2 separate regions of the Danio rerio genome follow, and region 2 is linked to region 1. The links are chromatin contacts, called in public Hi-C maps. All regions are on one chromosome and are shown on one strand. The core of a region is the stretch at or near the end of the contact, and the rest is flanking DNA. Distances in the headings are between cores, read along the strand shown. Region 1 overlaps LOC103911981 (a long non-coding RNA gene). Region 2 holds the start of six2a (SIX homeobox 2a).

Evidence for each region. A called contact is a pair of places that touch in the nucleus more often than the background predicts.
Region 2: a contact with region 1 is called in a Hi-C map of embryo, with 1.9 times the contacts expected there. The contact joins the promoter of six2a here to the enhancer-like site in region 1. A contact is called at or near these places in 2 of 18 Hi-C or Micro-C datasets (embryo and gastrula embryo).

Annotation. Positions count from the first base shown.
Region 1 is chr13:10,601,101-10,608,348 of GRCz12tu, reverse strand. All of the region lies in intron 1 of LOC103911981 (a long non-coding RNA gene), which reads left to right. All of the region lies in intron 2 of LOC141377137 (a long non-coding RNA gene), which reads right to left. Among named protein-coding and RNA genes, the nearest start is that of six2a, 59 kb to the left of the region's middle. Within about 2 kb of position 4,153, at least 5 of the 62 cell types and tissues checked have an H3K27ac peak or open chromatin away from gene starts, as enhancers often do.
Region 2 is chr13:10,659,335-10,666,662 of GRCz12tu, reverse strand. It overlaps six2a (SIX homeobox 2a), which reads right to left and starts at 3,047. Exons shown (of 2, transcript NM_131783.2): 1 at 2,235-3,047; 2 at 176-972. The coding sequence starts at 2,794. The coding sequence ends at 666. LOC103911981 (a long non-coding RNA gene) reads left to right here and starts at 3,848. Exons shown (of 3, transcript XR_663166.5): 1 at 3,848-3,991.

The sequences.
Region 1 (7,248 bases), core at 2,904-5,403:
ATAAATGCCATTTATTTAAGGGGGAAACTACAGAATATTAAAAAAGTGTTTTGTAACATAACAAACTTCATATGATTCTTAGTGAAAATTACTTTAATTTACTTTGGTTTATTTTTGTTCAGGAAAACACCATAATTATACTAAACTAAGTTATACATTTTGATTATAAGAAATGTTTTTTTATGACAGCAATGCTTCTTAATGTTCTACTTCTGGCTGTTCTATAAAATGGGTGTTTTATAAAGATTAAAATATTGAACAGAAGTTTCTAACCTAATAGTATAATTTTAATACGATTCAATGTTTGAATGTGTACCACAAGGCTCATTACCATTGCTTTTGGCTGCAGAAGTGTTAGCCAAGCAACTTGTCTGTATTTCTCAGTGGCTGCAGGACAACTATTTAACTCTAAGTTACAATAAAACAGTTTCAATGTGTTTTTCGTAAAAAAAAAAAAACTGACCACAAGAAAATAAAGGAAGTGAGTGAATTTGAATACCTACTTAAGGTGTCATTATAGACTCAAAGCCTAGGTTTGCTGCGCATGTTAAAAAATATCTGAGACTATTAAGACAAATTTAAACTGCTTTTGAATGATAAGACCTTATATATCTCTCAAAGCAGCGCAAATGTTTGTGCATGCTATGATATTATCACGTATGTCTTATTGTGCAATAATCTGGGGTCAAGCTACTCAGTTAGTTGTTAAGCCTGTAATGTCACTTTACAAAAACTTTAAAAGTAATGGATCAGAAACCAATAAAATGGCATCATTGTCAAATTCTTAAAAAATATAACTTGTTAAGATTAGATTTTTTTTTCTAAAGTAGTCTGTGAGTTGATACAGGTTTACATGGTCAGATTTACATTTCTCTTTAGTATGCAGATTGACTTACATGTTATGTTTGTGGCTCTGTATATACTGTACATGTTTGTTGTATGGTGTTTTTTTCTTGTTTGTTTATTTTTTGATTTCTATATGTAAAGCCTAACCAGGGACGAAGGCTGCAAATTAGCTGTATACTATATGCTTTATGTACGCGACATTGATTGTCTTTGTATAACAATGTCAAATGTATTGTCCCTGTTAAATAAACAATAAAATAAATAAATAAAATAATTGTTCTAATAAATAGTCTATGCCCTTCCTAAAACCATTTTTGTCCATACTATAAAATTTAATTCTGTCCAATGCTGATTATTAGCTCTGAACATTTCTCAAAATGTATTTTTTTAGCAAATAAAAAAAAAGTAAAAAATTTTCTATTTAAGTGTGGATCAAAATTTAAGATTTGAATAAGATGCAATTGTTTAGGATTTTCTTTTGAAGATTTTGCTTAGCAGCTGTTGTTAAGCATCAATGTAAAATTCTATTCCTAAAGCCATCACTACATTACAAAACAAAATCACTGTGATATCTAATATAGAAACATGTGGGGGAAAAAATATTCATATTTAAATGCATGATCAGATTTTTATGACACACTTTTACCATTTACATGTGTTACAAATGTGTTGTGCACTAATACTTCAGCTACTCTCTGGCTAAGTAGTTTACGTTATAAACCAAACAAAAGACACTTGAAATTTCAGCAAGAGCAGAAGCAGGTAGAGTATTGCACTAGTGTGTTGCTCTGCTGTGGTTCAGGAAAGAAGCGTTTACATGCTTAATTTAGTTTCATCAAAATATTGTTTACATGTCTCTGTGGAACTGACAGCGGCAGTGCGCTGTTATTTGAGCCTGATCATTTGTCAGTGCCGTTGTGACAAGGGCACCACAAGACTCCTCAGAAGGACATGGGCTACTGAGACCCAACTTCATATTTCACTGGGTGCCAGACGTATCTGTCAGAATCAGCATTTAAAGTGCCACTGATTTACTGCAAGTGCTGTTCGCTAATCATCTAGAAAGAAATATTGAAATGACAGTAAACAAGAGAATAAAAGTACATCCAGAACATATTTCATCAAACTTCAGGGCCAATAATCTCAACATTCAGAATACTGATTCCTTAGAAATCCCTCACTAATTATAACATGACAAAGCACAAACTGATCCATTATAAACAACATAATAACATGTTTTATTACTATTATTATTATTATTATTATTATAACATGTTTTATTATTATTATAACAACATGTATTATTATTATATTAGCATTATTATTATTAGCATTATTATTATTATTATTATTATTAAAACATGTTTTATTATTATTATTATTATTATAACAACATGTTTTATTAGTATTATTATTAATATTATTATTATTATTAGCATTATTATTAGCATTATTATTTTTTATTATAACATGTTTTATTATTATTATTATTATCATTATTGTTATCATTATTATTATCATTATTAATATTATAACATGTTTTATTATTGTTATTATTATTATTATTATTATTATTATTATTATCATTATCATTATTAGCATTATTATTTTTTTATTATAACATGTTTTATTATTATTATTATTATCATTATTGTTATCATTATTATTATCATTATTAATATTATAACATGTTTTATTATTGTTATTATTATTATTATTATTATTATTATTATTATCATTATCATTATTAGCATTATTTTTTTTATTATAACATGTTTTATTATTATTATTATTATTATTATTATTATTATTATTATTATTATCATTATTATTATCATTATTATTATCATTATTATTATCATTATTATTATTATAACATGTTTTATTATTATTATTATTATAACATATTTTATTATTATTTTTATTATTATTATTATTATAACATGTTTTTATTATTATTATTATTATTATTATTATTATTATTATTATTATTGGTTTGATGTTTGCCTTAACTGGTTAATCATGTACATTGCAAAACCCAAAAAGTTAAGGTAACACAAACCATTTGAAGAAACCGATTGCAACAAACCATTTAAGTTCAAAAACTAACCCTTATGAGTACTGTGAACTTAATTTATTTGAGTACACGAAGCAATTTGAGCACAGTAAAATCCAACAAATGAAGAGAACTCAAACCAACTGAGTACTGTAAAACCCAATAAGTTAAAGCAACTCAAACTGTTTGAGGAAACCGATTGCTACAAACCATTAGAGTTAAAATCCTAATCGATAAGAGTACTGTGAACTTACTCCATTTATGTTGAAGGAGGTATTTCATTAACTCATTACCTTCAATACTGAGATCAAAACTCTTTTTCAAATGAGTAGAATTAACTTTAGGTCAATTTTGAGTTAACTACATTCATTTTATTTGATAAAGTTGACTGTTGGGTTTTATAGTGCATAAATATGTACAGGACTAATTTTGTAACATATTGATCTATATATCAGCAGCATTAAAAATAAAGCTTTCTGAAACCAGGTTCAAGGCTTAATGAAAAGTTAAAACTGTACACAATCAAACGGTGAAACAAATAATTTATACATTAATTTATATTTAGTTATTATGAACTATTCTAACTGTTATTTACTCTATTTTACTGTTAAGCCATGGCTGAAAGTCTTTGTCAATAACAAATTACATACCAGTAGTTAAATAGACAGTTAAATACAACAAATAAAAAAATATAAATATAAAAAAATTAAAAAATATATATATTGAAATATAACTTAAAATTATTTAGGTTAAATGGGTTCAGCTGACATTAATGTTTGGGAATCTCAACATTACATGAATAAATAAACTTTTTTTAAAGTAAAATAAAATTGTCACTACTATGTTTAAACCTAAATTGTACTAATATTATGTCAAAATCAGACTTCAACGTTTTCTGTAAATGTCTTCACATTACTTTATTAAATGACGAAGAACAACAGATTGGCAACACTTTATCTTTGTATTGGTGTTTGGGGACAAAAAACATTTGCTGCACCACCAAATTACACTTATGCAATGTAATCAATTACAGCTCGACAACAGCAGTCAACTAACAGTTTTTGATGTTTAAGTTCATTACAAAGAGATAATCCCACCCAAACCTTCTGGAATCAGACACTATATGCATTGACCCAGGGTGGGAATTCCCCAGGTTCTTCAATGCAGCCTCTAAAGCCCAGTGACAGTTTGTTGTTACCATATTGTGTAACCTAAATCCTCAAAGAGAGGTTTGTCACTCGCTCACCTCCTCCAGTTGTAAGCCGATAAGGACAGTAATTGACAGCTGGAGTGAATGACTGGAGCTCTCTCAAGCCAAGCATGGACTTAAACAGCTTCCTGACAGACGCAGGTTAACATTTGCTTTTACACCGAAAATTCCGTCATTGTTTTCTTTCCCCCTTCACATGGAAGAATATAATGTATTTTGCATTTACATTGGATGGCTAGATCATGACAAAAAAAAAGCTGCCAACTTATGAATTTTCCATACTTTAGTTCCAAACATTACACTTGTCTTTCAGCAGCACTGAAGTATGAATATGCATTCAGATGCCCAGCGTCAACAGTCGAATATGAGAGCGGCCGCATAGCAGGTTCCCACTGCTAAAGCAGCTTTACCTCGCAAACCCAGCACCTTTTTGTGCGGAGCGAGATCAGATCCAGATGGTGTGGGTTATGACCTTCACGAGGCCAGGCGAGCTGATCTACTGTCACTCAGACTGTGTGTGTGTGTGTGTGTGTGTGTGTGTATGTGTGTTCAAAAGTGTAAAAAAGAAGATGAGGATGATGTATGTCAGTGTAAAAGGAATCCACGCACTATAATTGCAGCTCTCTTGATATTTGCCTTAATGACAGATCTGTCAGCTAAAAATCATCCAGTAAATATGATCCTGTAATGCCTGTCTGTGGTTTAGCGACACATATTGGAGACGGTTTTGCTGTGTGTGAACACCCCAACACTTTATACAGTTTGGGAAGATGCTTAATGCATGATAAATGAGGTTAAAGAGGTTGTATGTAGAATATTCAAGTATAATTAGCTTTTTTTATTGCCAATGTGTGAACAGCTCGTAACAAGAAAAAAAAGACCTTTCTTAACGTCTATGAAAGCCAGACTTATATTTGAAGAACTCTTTAAAGATGTTTTTTGCTGGGAAAATCAAAGAGATGTGAAGTTTGCACATGCTCCCAAGAGCCTCTGTCACATGAACTGAATGTTTATAATGTTCAGGATTAATTAAAACTAAAGTCTGACACAATATATCGTTTTTCATTGATATTGCAATGTGTGCATCTACGATAGTAACATAGCAGGAACTAAAATGTCCAGTCAGGATTAGTAGACAATCAGGCACAACAGTACAGAACGTGTGATTTGTGGGAAAATTGCTAAGTTTATCTATAATAGAGTGAAAGTTTATTATTTGAATGTGCTTTTAAGGCCTGCTTGAGCATGTCAAGCACATTTTGAGCTCTATTTTCACAGTCCATGCGCAGAGCGCAAAACGCAGGGCGCAAACGATTTCAGGGCGTGTCAGAACGCATTTTTGCAAATTTAAGGACGGGAAAATCCGCTTTGCGCCGCGGTGCATGGTCTAAAAGGGTTGAGTTTATTTTCCTAATGAGTTATAGGTGTGTTTTCAGAATAAACCAATTAGAGTCTCATCTCCCATTCCCTTTAAGAGCCAGCTGCGTCGCGTCATGAGCGCATTTGCTATTTACAGGACGTAAAGTAAGTCTAAGTGGAAAAAATTAGCATTTCACTAGCAAACAGTTAACAGTTTTTTTTAACAGAAAACTGTTAAACAGAGCATCTACTGCGTGAGAATGAGAGGTAATCGATCTACTTTCACTTATGCTCTCGTGGATAGGGAAACCTTTATGCACAGACATCAATTAATATATAAATAATTAATTGTGTTTGTTAAGCGCAAATATTTGTTTCAAAACAATTTCTAAATTCAGTTCTAATTTCCAGCAAACGAATAAGTAAACAATATTAGCGAAGTGTACCCAAAAACCTGAGTTATATCCTAAAACACATGCTGTGCCCCATATGGTCTAAAACCTGACAGGCAGGGGAATCTAAGCTTGTTTTTAATAAAACAAATATAAATGTGGATATAATAAATAATACTGCTAATAATAATAACATTATACAAAAGCAAATTGTTATGAATGAACTGAAAAAGCCTCCCGAGATGAAGAAGACATAAAAGCAGTGGTTTTTCATATTTATGTAGGCTAGAAAGTAATATGTTTTATTATATTTTAATCCTTTTTATTTATATCCTATATCTATTCATATTATATCCTATATATATCCTTAATATTTAATTTTTATATATGTGAAGATATTTGCCTATTGCTCTTTTGTGCGTATTAAGCATTGTGTAAGCGAGGCGCAACTCTGTGCTGGAGTTTAGGCCGGGTTTGTTTTGGTCTAATGAAAAATATATTATAGTTTCTCAAAATAGCAACGGGCCAGCAGTACGCCTCAGAACGCCTTCCTTTTTAGACCAGAACGCCTATGGGCGCACATCTGAGCGCTAATCCATTTGCTATTTAAACAGCATAGCGCAACACCTCAAATCGACTCTTGCGCCAAGCTGAAACTAGCAAAACACTATTGCGCCGCGCCTTGCACCACACTGCGCCGCGTGTATGATAGGGCCCTTAAAGCGTTTTGTGAAATTGTAATGTTATTGAATTATTTAAATTCCTATTTTAGCTTCAGAAAATGTAAAAAATAGACTTATTGTGTTTATAACACTCCAATTGGACTGTAGACATACTATACCTACACACAGTTCTGTTCAAACAGCTTACAAAAGATGATTATATTATTATTATTCATTATAGGTGCCCTTTAAATTATCTTTAATTTAAAATGAATATTTGCTTTTGCACAAAATTAAAACTCTGGAATCTAGAAGTGACTGTAGCGTGATTTGCCTGTCCTTTTAAAAGTGGGAAAAGACAAAACGCATGGATATTACAATTTTATGAGCCATCGTGAAAATAAATAGAATTTAAGATAAATAATTATGCATTTAAGATGTGAGAAAATTACATTTAAAAGGGTTAACGGCCTTAATCCAATGTTGAACTTGGAGTAAACATGCTATCAAAAAGCTTTCTTAGAATACTGTAAAATATATCATCAAGCAAATTTCTCATCTTAGCCTAATTGGTTGGCAAAGTCACCGACCGGTGGGAGAGGTGGCAGTAATGCACCAAAAAGTTTAATGTCGACCACTGTAAAACAGGTAGTAGAAGAAATCGTCATTCTCGCCATCATTGATTGATCATGGATTTATTTTCATCAGCTAGATGCCGGCCTC
Region 2 (7,328 bases), core at 1,798-4,297, 59 kb before region 1:
ATGCAAATTTCAAAAGCACAATTTGAAATTATTTTAAATGATTTTGACTGGGTATCATCACGCGACCAGATAAATGTCATTATTGTAAACAGGGACCCAACAATGTTACATCAGGACACCTGCTCAAAAAAGCAATGCACAGCATGCACAACAACAACAAAAAAACATTCAAACCTTTTTGTTTTGCTCAGTAAATGCATTTACTGTTTATTGATCCCAAAGGTTACATGCAGTCGCTTTCCAAAAGTAAAATACAAATAAAAATGAAGAGATGCCCATAGTCGTTAAAAATGCTGTTTTGGTATTAAAATGAAATCCCAATAAAAATAAACGATGCTGCCTTTTTAAAAGGATAAATGTAAATAATAGGAGTATGCGACTGAGGAGTCCTGGGTCAATTGCAATCTAAAATAATAACGATATCAAATAATGTTTATATCAACAATTAAGACGTTTATTAGTTTTTTTAAACACCTCGAGGACATTACATTCCAGAAAAATACCTCTATCAAGGCCCTCCATATCAGCTTTGCAAGTAGGTCAGCCGACAAACATCCCCAACTTTCTTTGTCCATTCCTTGTCTCATTTGTTTGTGTTTATACGCATCTCGCGATGATTTATGCTAAACGTTCACGTACAAGCGTCCTTTTGAAAGGGTCCACGTTTAAGAGCCAAGGTCGACCAAGTTTGATGACATAGGGTTCAGTATAGTGTCGTGTAATGAATGGTGGTGATGCACGGAATCAACACTAGGCACTGGGATGGCGCTGGGACCAGGTGGAGGTGCGAGGCCGTGCAGGGACTGAAGCCCGGAGTTCGACGTGAGGAGCAAAGCCGGGCTCGACGAGGTGTGATCAGGAGTACCAGACGGTGTTTTGTCGTCGTCCGAGCTTCCTAAAATAGTCTTATTTCCATTCATGGAGGACGTTAATGGGTTGTGACTGTTTGTGTTCGAGTTCTCATTATTCTCCCTGTAAAAATGAAAAGGTAAAGTTAGGGTTTGAGAAAATCCGACAACTTTTTAAAAATGTCAGATTTAAACTTACTTCATTTGGTGTAAAACGTTACCTCTAAGATGCAATATAGAATTATATAATTAGTTTTGACACTTGTTTCTTCTTCTTCTTCTAATAATAATAATAATAATAATAATAATAATAATAATAATAATAATAATAATAACAACAACAACAATAACAACATAATAATACTTAATAGCTAATTTGCACAAATAGTTATAATTATGCAACATGCTTTCTCAAACAAATCTAAAACAACTATTAATAGCCTTTATCTTAATGAAAGTGGGTTATTTAGGTGAGAAATATTTTTTTATTAAAATGTTAAAACAGTATAAATAAAAGCCAATAGGAATAAACCATCACTAACGACTTCGCGTAGACTAAACTTTAGAATATTTCCATAAAAATATATGTAACAATAATAACAGTGTGCACCTTTTTTTCTCTGCATCAGACATTAGTCTTATTACACATCCTAATTCTTGGCGGTATTAAATTTACATAAAAGACAAACAAATTAACTGATAAAGTTTACTTTTCTTGCGTCTACGCCATAATTATTTATATGGTTTGGAATAAATCATGTCGGTTAAAACATCGTCACAAACTGATTTATCTAAATTCTAAATCACAAGGTGTCAATTAAAGGTTCATTCATAAAGTATTAATTAAGGATAAAGTATCGGGAAACGTATGAGCTAGTTTAATGGTTTACATTGTGGTTTCAACTTGACTAGCTCGCCTGCGGGTGAAACAAGACACGTTTAAGGAGTAGCCTTTGCAACTGCACACATTCATAACAAGAATATGTTCAGATACTTTTTTACAATTCGAAGAACATTACCATTAATTAAAAGCGGATTATTTTTCCCTCAAACTGGATTACACCAAAATACACACCACGGGCTTTAAGACTTTTCCCGTAAGCATGGGCCTGCTTTTCTCAAACAGCAGCCTACTTTTTATTGCATATTACAAATGACATGGAGAACTATTTATTACAAAAATAACGATCAACAATTACAGAGAACGGATGACATTTGTACCGACTGTGCTCATCCATCTGTGGGAACTTTAGGACTTTTTACACACTCACCACTGACTTGATGTCACATTGCACGGCACGAATATATGCATATAATGCGTTCCAATTACTTTTAGACACTTAATAATATTAAACACTAATAAAGCAACAAACTAAAATTCCGTACCTCTCCTTCGCCTCCGCTGCTCGGTCGCGTTGTCGTCTGTTTTTAAACCAGTTACTGACTTGTGTCGTTGTTAGCCCAGTTGCCTCAGCTAGTTCCCTTTTCTCCCGCGGGGAAGGGTAGGGGTTATGGGTATACCATTCCCGCAGCACGCTCCTGCTCTTTTCTTTAAAGCAGTAACTTGTCTCCTCGCCGTCCCAAATGGAGCGGGGTAGCGGAAACTTTCTTCGGACGCGGTACTTCCCAACAGCCCCAAGAGGGCGGCCCCGGAGCTTCTCAGCCTCGATATAATGCGCTTTGAGCCACAGCTGCTGCAACTTCGGATGGTTGTGCGGGGAGAACTGGTGGCTTTCGAGAATCTTATAAAGCTCTCTGAAATTCCCCCTATGAAATGCGACCACAGCCTTCGCTTTGAGCACACTCTCGTTCTTGTGGAGATGTTCGCAAGCCGGTAGAGACCACAAAAAGCGGCCGAGACGTTCAATGTTTCCACCCTGCTGAAGAACCTCGCAGACGCACGCCACTTGCTCTTGCGTAAAGCCGAATGTTGGAAGCATAGACATGGTTTGTCTCAAAAATAAACGTCCCTCTTTGTACTTGTATGTCTATCTAAGCGATGACTTGGACTGTCCTTAAAGAGATTTAAAGTAACCCTTGGGAGGCAAACATTTAGAAAGACTTCTTGAGTAGATGGAATCAAATCCCACCGGGTGAAGAGAGGCACAAAACTTTAGATCCGTTCAAACAAGCATAATGCACACCGTATATCCATCTATAGCAGACGAGAGAAAGTTGTTCCTCCTGCGCGAGTCTCTCGCCACCTCTTCTATGTCGTTTCAGCATAACGCACTCCCGAAGAAGGACCTCGCTCTCTTGTTTTAATAATATTATTCTAAGCTGGCAAGAAAAGCGATTATGTGAACGGTGATTGGTTGGTTATCTGACCCGGGGATGATGAGGATAAGACAATAGTTTTAGTCAAATTATTTGCCATGGTTACGCTGTCATTCAAGGTAACCTGATATGCTTTGAGGTGGCTCCTTGGGCTGGCTGACTGATTATTCCCTTCATTTAGAGCCCGCCCACCGACATCGAAATATAGCCTCGACTTTCCATGTATATTACATTTTTTTACCCGGGGTTTGACAGACACTTCTAGCAACCAAAGAGCGCTGATCTGTGAGGTTGTGAGGTAGCAGAAGTTGAGCTGAGAGCACCGGAGCAAGACTGCGCACCAGGCGCTCTCCAAACCAAATGTTTGAGTGACCATAAGCAGACAATCCACCCTGGATATGCACACCTTTTCTCTCTGTAACTTGTCGATCACACCAAAACTATGTTTCAAAGTTCGGAAAACCCCCAGAATCCATAAACTATGTCTCACTAATTAATAAGCAGCACTTATGAATTACCATAATGAAATTCATTTAAAGAAAGTCACGATTTACACAAACATTTTTATAAGCAAAAACTTTCAGTCTTTTTTGTCCTGTTTACATTTGTTTTCAATTCAGTGGCTGTTTAATCGGACCAGTTGTCCCGTGTTATGCATTATTTAACAGTTGTTGAAGACAAACAAGGGGGTATGTTTCTCAAAGTGCACGCGCGTGGAAGCCAGACATTATGGACTGGAGTAGAACGGGGTTGGAGGGCGTTTTTAGGTAGTATATAGCGGTTTTCAAGGATACACGCTAGATTGAACAGCGATTGAGTATTACACCACAAAGGCACTGAAAACACTGCGAGGGACGTTTGAGCAGGTAAGACAACTCATTGAAAATTATTGAAAATGCTGTTTAGACACTAAATCTATGTTTGCGCATACATGTGCTACTTCGGTTGATTTGTTGTCTTGCAAGTCAATTAAGTAAAACTGTAGGTGTTTGTAAGCGACAGTTCAGAAAGGCGCATATTTGAATGATGACCTGCCATTAAGCACGTCATTATTGGCAGATCATCAGTCACAGTCTCTAGAATGAACTTTAACTCAACGTGTACAGTGGCTTAGAAACAAAGTTATTTTCACCAGGTAGACTCCTTTTACAACTGAATGATACTTGAGGCCACAAGAAAGTTCAGCAAAATCACATCTTACACGAAATAAAACTGCTGACGCTGTTGAGGCATGTCAGCCTCGATGTAAGGGAGAGAGAAAATTGCTTAGTATAAGGTCTGGTGTGTCGTTGCGCTTTGTAGATGTCCGTATACTGCTGTGGTGCCGCGAAGGCCTGTGATGTGGCTTGTTTGTGAAGAAACTTCAGAGCTTGTACAGCAAACTATCCAAAAACACGTCAAAGCATGTATCGTTAGGATAATAACCCATCCCATCCATCTCATTAATTGTTTCGCGTATTATAGTCGCCCAAAGATATACTTTTTAAATACTTCCATAAGTTTTGACGAACAAATGCTAAAATAATTAATAAATTAATCAATAATTAATGTTTTAAGACATTTTGACAATACAATCTTGCGATATGATTAAGACATCACAAATTCAATAATTTAACAAGATTATTATAACTATACACAAAATAGTCAATAAAATAAAATAGCAGCAAAATAATCGTAAAATCCAACAAATATCCAAATATTTTTGTGTAAATCTTGAATTTACGCAGTGTAAATGTCTGTTTTTGATCCAAAATAAATAATGAACATTACATAAATAAAAGTAGAGCTGTTTGCACTTATCAAGGAAAGGGTTCAAATAGTTATTTAGATGTCGCATCAATTGCACTTTGCTGTGAGAAAACATTAAACCTGTTGCTTGAATATCTTTACTTGCTGTTCAGTGCTCTTTTTGATTCACAATATACCAATATCGGCTTGTTGCTGAGAGTAAATAAAAAGTTCTTGTCCCAAATTATGTACATTTACATAATCTATAGTCGTTATAGCATAGAGGCCAGCTTATTGTGTGATCGTGTGAGTTATTTTATCTATATTCCACTTGTGACACTGTAATGAAGCTGTAACAATGCAGCGAAGCAATGGAAACGAACACTAAAAGGATTTTGGATGCTTTTGTATTGTGGGGGTATGTCAGTGACAGGCCAAATCAAGGTACGTCTCGCCTTGACACTGTTTGTAAACGGCTTGTTTCCACGGATCATTTTGATCAGAGCTTCGTAGGACCTGCGCTGCTCGTCTGCATGGTGATTATTACAATGCTGATGAATGGGGATCGCGTTTCGTCTAATAGCCGCCCCCTGTTTTGACAACCTCCCACAGCTAACCGGAGAGCGCGCAGCCGCGACCTCCACTAATTGGACTGATTATTGCAAGATGTTTTTTCCTCTCTGGAAAGCGCAGGGTGGCGGCAGTGCGCGGCTGCTCCGCGGCTTGCACCATAAGACCAGATGAGTTACATTCTTTCAGACATGTCATGTTAAGCGGGAATAGTAAGAATTAAACCCAGACGTGTGGTGTCAGCGTGCGGTTCGGTGGAAGAAAAACAAGACACCCACAGTAATTAAAAAACTGAATGCATTAAAATTCCGCGCGAAATAGATAACTAATTGCATTTAATAATAAGAAAAAACACAAGTCGCAGAGGTGTGCATAGTATAAATCACACTTGCTATAACACTCATGTGTACTTTTCTAAAAACAAAGACCGCTTAAAATTGGAGATGAGGCTTGTATTTGACACAATAATGAACGGCTAAATCACCTATACATACAATGCCTGTCTTTATAAAAGTATAGAGCTATAGTTTTGATTCGAAACCCATTTTTTGTTTTTTTTTCTAATGTTTACTCATTGTTAAGATACTAAGAATAGACAAAAATCATTTTGATTATTTGAATAATCAAATATGAACAATACATTTAATAACATTTAATAAATAATAAAATATATGCATTTATAAAACCAAAATAAATGAACAAATAAATAAATAAATACAAATTTGCAGCCGATTTAAATCTGCCCTTGATTTTTAGAGTTAAAGGACAAATAGCCTAACATATTTATAAATATATAGGCTGTATATTGGAATAAACATTGGCATAGTTTTTTAAGGTATCCGTTTTAAGTCACAGATAAACAAAAAATGACATACACCACTGCCTAAATAAAAATAAAAACAACCCGTTAATAAACATTGTACTCGACTGGAAACGAAAATAATTTTAATGCTGTAGATAATTCCTGAACTTAGGCTGATGATGACCCATTATGACGAAAGTCGGGTAACAAGTGCGTTATTTCAAAAGCCGGCTTGGCGGCATTATTATTTTTGGTGGTGTATTTCACCTTCTCTGACCTCCGTACACGTAAGTAGCCTTTGTCGTGCACGAATCTATTAGAGATAGGTCTGTTTATTGGTGCACAACTTACTGTGACGCATGACTTGATGATTTGTGTTTTCCCTGGTGACTGGGGTCGCGCGTGACTTGTCGAGAACCTGCTCTGTCTTCTATACAGTAGCAGTAGTTTGCTTGATTTATGATTAAAGAAATGCAAATAAAATATTAACTCAAAATTCTGTTTATGCAAAGGTTAATTCTTCATAACATCATAATAATGTTAAAGCAGCAAGTGCAGCGGACAAATAAAAGTTTATTTTTTATCAGTAAAATTAAACGTTGAATATAAATCGAAAATTAAAGATATTACAAATATTTCGTTTATTAAACTACAAAACCAAGAGAACAATATAAATATATTTTAGGGTGAAGAGTTTTACAAGTTATACATCAAATGCTATCTGATACCTGCGATTTTACTGAGACTTTTTCATGCATTGGTTACATTTGCTGACTAATCCTCTAATTTTCCCTAAGGACCTAAATGAAACCACACATTGTAGAGATTATATGGCAATTGTTTGCATTTCGGTGAGAGGTGTGTACAAATGTTTACATATCGTTGGCTTTGGGTACATGGCTACGATTGATCTTCAGGTTAAAGTAACACCTGTAAATGCAAACCTTTATTCACGATACAATAAGTTATTTGTATTTTGCTACTTCCTCACAATTGCTTGGTATGTAATAAATATGTAATTAGGTTTTAGCTATTTTAAGTTATATATTTAATATTGTATACATGAAAATGTGATAAAACAAGGGGTTGGAAAAATATTTCAT